2 separate regions of the Mus musculus genome follow, and region 2 is linked to region 1. The links are chromatin contacts, called in public promoter capture Hi-C maps. All regions are on one chromosome and are shown on one strand. The core of a region is the stretch at or near the end of the contact, and the rest is flanking DNA. Distances in the headings are between cores, read along the strand shown.

Region 1 (2,700 bases), core at 98-2,597:
CCCCAGGGACCAGGGTGCCAGGGTGTTTGTTGGGGGTTAAGGTTGTAGATGGAAGGAGGCCTTAAGCTGAAGGTTACTGGTAAAAGGTGAACATCTATGGCACACATGCATCTGGGGCTGGAAGCATCTAGAACCCTATGGGTTGGTTCTCAGAAAATCCAGAGGAAATTCAGGACTCCGGTCGGGAACTCAGCTCCTCAGAAGCTGTCCCAGCCCCAGGAGTCCTCCTAGATCCTCTCTCTTCCACATTTTGCTATGATTTGGGGAGCAGAGCGTGAGGGGGGCAACTAAGGAGTGAACTGCATGAATTTGGGAAGCATTGTAAGAGTGCATTATATCAGACCATCAACTTTAAGTCAAGAGGAGAGAAATATGCACAGAGCCCACATTACGGGGAGGTAGGTGGTCATCCTGTTCCTTGTTCTCAGCGGAGCCAGGGACCTGGCATCCTGAGGGGACTGGTGCTGGTGATGCTGATGATGGTGACGATGATGGTGGTGGTGGTGATGATGATGATAATGATGAAAGCCGTTACCTAGACACTGTACTTGTGTACCCAGCCAATACTGACCAATCCACCCTGTCCTTCAAGCACTTAAACTTGTATGCAAAAGGTGACACATGTGAGCCCATTGGCATACAAGAAAGACAGATCCATTTCCAACAAGTGTCAAGAGCAAGATGAGGAAGGTGTTACAAGTCTGTAATCCTCATACTCGGAGGTGGAAGCAGAAGATCACAAGTTCAAGGCCAGTCTAGGCTACAGAGAGACCCTGTCTGAAAAACTAACAATAGTGGTCTGGGGATGTGGCTCAGTGGGTAGAGCGCTTGCCTAGCATGCACAAAGCCCAGGGTTCTAGCCCGGCACTGAATTGACTAGACATGGTGGCACATGTCTATAACCCTAGAACTTGAGAGGTAGAGTCAGGAAGATCTGGAGTTCAAGGTTAACCATAGCTACATCTTGAGTTGGAGGTGTTGGAAGCCAGCTGGAACACAATGAGACCCTGTCTCAAAAATGCAAATAGTTTTCAAAGTTTTTTTTTCCCCGAGATAGGGTTTTTCTGTAGCCCTGGCTGTCCTGGAACTCACTTTGTAGACCAGGCTGGCCTCGAACTCAGAAATCCACCTGCTTCTGCCTCCCAAGTGCTGGGATCAAAGGTGTGCGCCACCACGCCTGGCTGTTTTCAAAGTTATTAAAAGCAGCTAAGAATGTGTGAGTCCAGGGAAACAGAGCCACCCAGCAACTCAGAAGACCTGCCTATGTACCCAGCCTCCCCACTGCCCCCTGGCAGAGGGCCCTGTTATTTCCCAAGACACTTCACTACGGGTATTTCCTGTGACACACACAAGGAGGATTGTGTGAAGAAGTCAGGAGGGATGAAAAACAGAAGTTCTGAGAGGGTGTGTAACCTCCTGGGGGCCACACAGCAAATAACACAACAGCACCCTGACCTAGCATTTGAACCCACTGCCTGTACTCCTGGGGGACCCTGGTCCTCTGCAATCCTCTCAAACAGGCTGGTTCCTGGGGGCAGAACCTTAGAGGTCAAGTTTAGAACCCTAAGTGGCAACCGTAGCTTTCTCCCTTGTCTGTTCTGTGCACCTCCTCAAGGTTTTGGATGCAAAGCTATGGAGAAGGAACCAAGATATAAGAAGGTTCTAGAAGATAAGAGAGCATATGCCAAAGAAAGTGAACTCTTGGTAGCAAGAGCACGGTGGTTCAGGAGTGTTTGCGTGTGACAAGGCCAGGACTCGCACACTCCATGGGGAGGCCTGTGGGGGACCCAGCTGTGTACCCAGCCTGCTAGAAACAAAGGCTTAACTTGTTGGTGACCCATAAGGCACCACGGCCAGCCCTGGAACCCATACTGCCTGTGATGCCAGGAGCCTGGCTTTGGTGATTCATTTGTACCTGTGGGGCGGGGGGCAGGGAGACTCTGAGAAAAGTCTTCAGGAACAGGGGGCACAATCAATAACTCTCTGTTCATGATTTGCTAGGGGCGCATGGGCTAGAAAATGCTAGAGAAATGTCAAAGGTCAACATGAGGATTAGATGTGGTGACGACACTTGCCTGTAATCCCAGCACTGAGTGGTAGAGGCAGGAGGACTGAAAGTTCAGGGTTATCCTCAGCTACATATGAAGTCGGAGGTTAGCCTGGGCTACAAGACTCTGTCTCTTTCACACATATGAAAAGAGGATGAATATGAGTGCTTTGCGGATGTAAAGTTCACAGTAAGGGGGGAGGGGCACTCCTTGATGACATGGGGCCAGGGGATAAAGTGTCTGTCCTGGAGGGACTGAGGCATCAGAGGAGACATGGGGGGGGGTGCTCTTATGAATGTGGCCAATCACAGTGCTGCATGCAGATAGGCAAATGCTGAGGATGCTGAGGGCGAGGGCGTCGGGTCAGGATTCCAAGGGCCATCTGGGATAAACCGTCTTATATGAAAACAGCCTTAGGTAACTCAATATAATCAAACATTTTGAAAGGAGAAGGTGAGAATCCCTGCCCAGGAAACACAGAGCCCCGGGTCTCATCACCAGCACCGGAGTATGGCGGTTCATGCCTGTAATCCTAAAGCCCAGGTGGCAGAGACACGAGGGTCGGAAGTTCCAGGTTATCTTTAGCTGTAGAGCGAGTTCAAAGCTAGCTTCAAATACACAAGACCCCGTGTCAAAACCAAACAAACAAAAA
Region 2 (2,700 bases), core at 28-2,527, 83 kb before region 1:
CGGGAGTCCCAGGTTCTGAAGGCATCTTGGAATCTTGTCCAGTCGACACCTTGCCCCACCCTGCTCCGCCTCTCTTCTTTCTGGTACGGCCGGTTGGTACCCGTTTGCTTTACATCAACCGCACCCCTCTCGCCTGACTCCAGCCAACTGTCTCACTCGCCCCTTGTGGGGCTCACCAGAACTCAAGCCCCTATTGCATCCCCATATTGCAATGCCCTCCACTGCCAACCGGGAGCAGTAGAGACCAAGAAGAGGCCAGAGCTCCCCGCCCGAGCCTTGGTGTGGGGGTATCTGGAGAATCGTGAGCATCGCAGAGGGGGTTGAAGGGCGAGCCAGGACGTCTGTGTTCCGGGAGCTCCGGAGATCCCCGTAGCAAAGGCAGGGGCGCTATTTTGGGGGCAACAGCTGCTGTAGTTCCGGCGTCTCCAGCCAAGAGATCAAAATTCCCCGGGTCGGAACTACCCCCTCCGGGTGTTCACCCATCACCCAGCCAGTTCTGGTCGCCTGGATCTGGGGATAGTGGCGTTGTTGGAGATTAACCAGGAAACCCGAGTGGGGCTAATTATAACTCGGGGCTTCCGCTGAGCCTCCTTTTAGAGGGAGGGTGGGAGGGTGAGAGGGAGGGAGGGAGGGAGGGAGGGAAAGAGAGAGACAGAGACACATAGAGAGAGACAGAGTCAGAGAGAGAGAGAGAGAGAGAGAGAGAGAGAGAGAGAGAGAGAGAGAGCGCAGGAGGGGTCCTGGAGCTGGCAAGGGGCTCAGCTGGGTAGGGACGTTGGGGTCGCGGCCCTCGGGATGGGGGGTGGTGCATTCGGGATGTCAGTAACCTGCGCAGTTTGGGCTCCGCCCCAAACAGGGGGCGTCTTCCAGTGTCCCCAGACTTTGAAGAGAGTGGGGAAGGGGCCTTCAGGGGGTCCCTGCAGGAAGGGAGCGCAGAGGCAGCGGCCGGCCCAGCGAGCATCATCAGTAAGTATGCAGCGGCTAGCGGGAGTTTCAGAGGAGTGCGAGGCAGTGGAGGGGCCCCTCTAGGCAGGCCCCACGGGGCAGGAGGTGCAGTAGGAGCTCTGTTGGGGGGCTTCGATCGTTCCAGGATCGCACGTTTCCCCCGGGATGCGGATTGGTCCCGACTCGGTGGAGGGTCCTGGGTGGGTTGGGAGACTCACCTGAGGCGGCCAAGCCGGGCCGGGTCGGGCCGCGCCGGGAGCTGGAGGCGGCCAATGTTCCCCGGCGCAGGCTGAGCCGACAGTGACAGCCGCCTCCGGCCCCCCGCACACACCCCTCCGGGCCGCACGGCGCCCCCGCCCGCCCACTGTCTCCGCCCCCGCCCCTCCCCGCTCCCCCGGGCTGCCACCTCCCCTCCTCCCTCCCTTCAAGCCCCGAGACCCCGGGGAGCGGGAGCCCAGACACACTCCAGTGGTAGATTCAGACAGACCGACAGACCCGCAGACCCGCAGCGGCGGGGCAGACACCCACGTGACAGACGGACCGCAGCCTGCGGAGACACCAGACACCGTTCACGCAGGCGACAGTCTCCTGCGGTGACAAGTCACAGACAGACCGGTCGCCTTTCACGGACGGAAGGACACACTGACAGCTCTAATCCAGAAAGATCAGAGGCCTAATATTTGGCATCTGTAACCAGGACAAAGCTTGGGGCAGGGTAATAAGAGAAGAGACACGAGAAAGCCTGACTGAGGACCCCCTTCAGCTGACACTGGTAGAAAAGATGACGTGGGACATCTCTGTGGAGACGAAAGAACACCTGTAGGAACAAATAACAGAAACACAGGCTCTCCCTTATAGGAAAAGACCCCTGTGGGCAAGAAGAGGTGACACGGGGACAGCTGAGAAGCCAGACCACATAGTGGCAAGCAGAAGGCTGTGGGGAGATGCTACAATGCACTCTGCTGCAGCTCTGGAAACTTCCGGAACCCCCGAGGGTGGGCTTGAGCTAATTCCCCTGACCGGTGACCTCCGGCTGTCATCACAAGGGTCCGGCTGGTCCATGACATCACCGGGCCAAGCTTTCATTGGTTGTTGTGGCTAGCAGGTGGGAGCGGCCTACACTTGGAGCCCCCAGCCTGTTTGGGAGTCCCTTAGACCACACGCCCAGCCTTCTAGGGAGTCTCCCACCTAGCTGCACCTTAGTGACTGTGGGAAGTGTGCAGTTTTGTGCCCACGCGAGATCACTACATGAAAGAGACAACTGGCTCACGGGGTGGGTGGGGGCATCTGGCTCTGGAGCCTGCGGGCCGCTGCTGCGTGGGCGACTGGCCTGCACGCGAGAGCGTGGGGACGTGCGTGCGCGCACGCGATATGGGGCGCTGCGTGGATCTATGGGGGGTAGGGGGACACGTGCACGCATGCTCGCTGTGGACGCCGGGAGCTTTCCCTCGAGCCCCAGACACTCATCACTCATCAGTCACTTCCTCCGAGCAAGGGGCAAAGGCGCGCTGTCTTGCAAAAGGCTGGTCCCCAGAAGATACCAGCGCAGAGTCCAACCTCTCCCAGATATGCGATTTTCATCTCTCCAAACTGCGACATCCCCCCCGCCCCCCCCCCCCGCCCTCCAACCCTCCTGTCCCTGGAGAACCTGGCCACTGCATGCCGGGAAACTCATCTGCAGTCCAGCTCACTCGCGACGGGTCCGTGCTGACTATCGCCAGGTGGCGCCAGAGGCTGTCATTCGGACCTTGAGGA

Evidence for each region. Promoter capture Hi-C pulls out the DNA fragments that hold promoters and counts their contacts.
Region 2: a contact with region 1 is called in a promoter capture Hi-C map of neutrophils, with 3 times the contacts expected there. The contact joins the promoter of Ache here to the enhancer-like site in region 1. A contact is called at or near these places in 14 of 39 promoter capture datasets (the 3T3-L1 cell line, 3T3-L1-derived adipocytes, embryonic stem cells and 9 more), 3 of 15 datasets of contacts at CTCF or cohesin (CD8 T cells, the NIH/3T3 cell line and large pre-B cells), 3 of 484 Hi-C or Micro-C datasets (bone marrow-derived macrophages, embryonic fibroblasts and nephron progenitors), 1 of 115 datasets of contacts at active chromatin or transcription factors (intestinal crypt epithelium) and 2 of 9 other capture datasets (adipose tissue and liver).

Annotation. Positions count from the first base shown.
Region 1 is chr5:137,204,133-137,206,832 of GRCm38.p6, reverse strand. No RefSeq gene overlaps it. Among named protein-coding and RNA genes, the nearest start is that of Muc3a, 7.1 kb to the left of the region's middle. Within about 2 kb of position 1,347, at least 5 of the 459 cell types and tissues checked have an H3K27ac peak or open chromatin away from gene starts, as enhancers often do. A contact at or near this core is called in neutrophils, where this site is marked.
Region 2 is chr5:137,286,831-137,289,530 of GRCm38.p6, reverse strand. Ache (acetylcholinesterase) reads right to left here and starts at 1,277. Exons shown (of 5, transcript NM_009599.4): 1 at 1,164-1,277. It overlaps Gm42456 (a long non-coding RNA gene), which reads left to right and starts at 887. Exons shown (of 4, transcript XR_003955815.1): 1 at 887-966.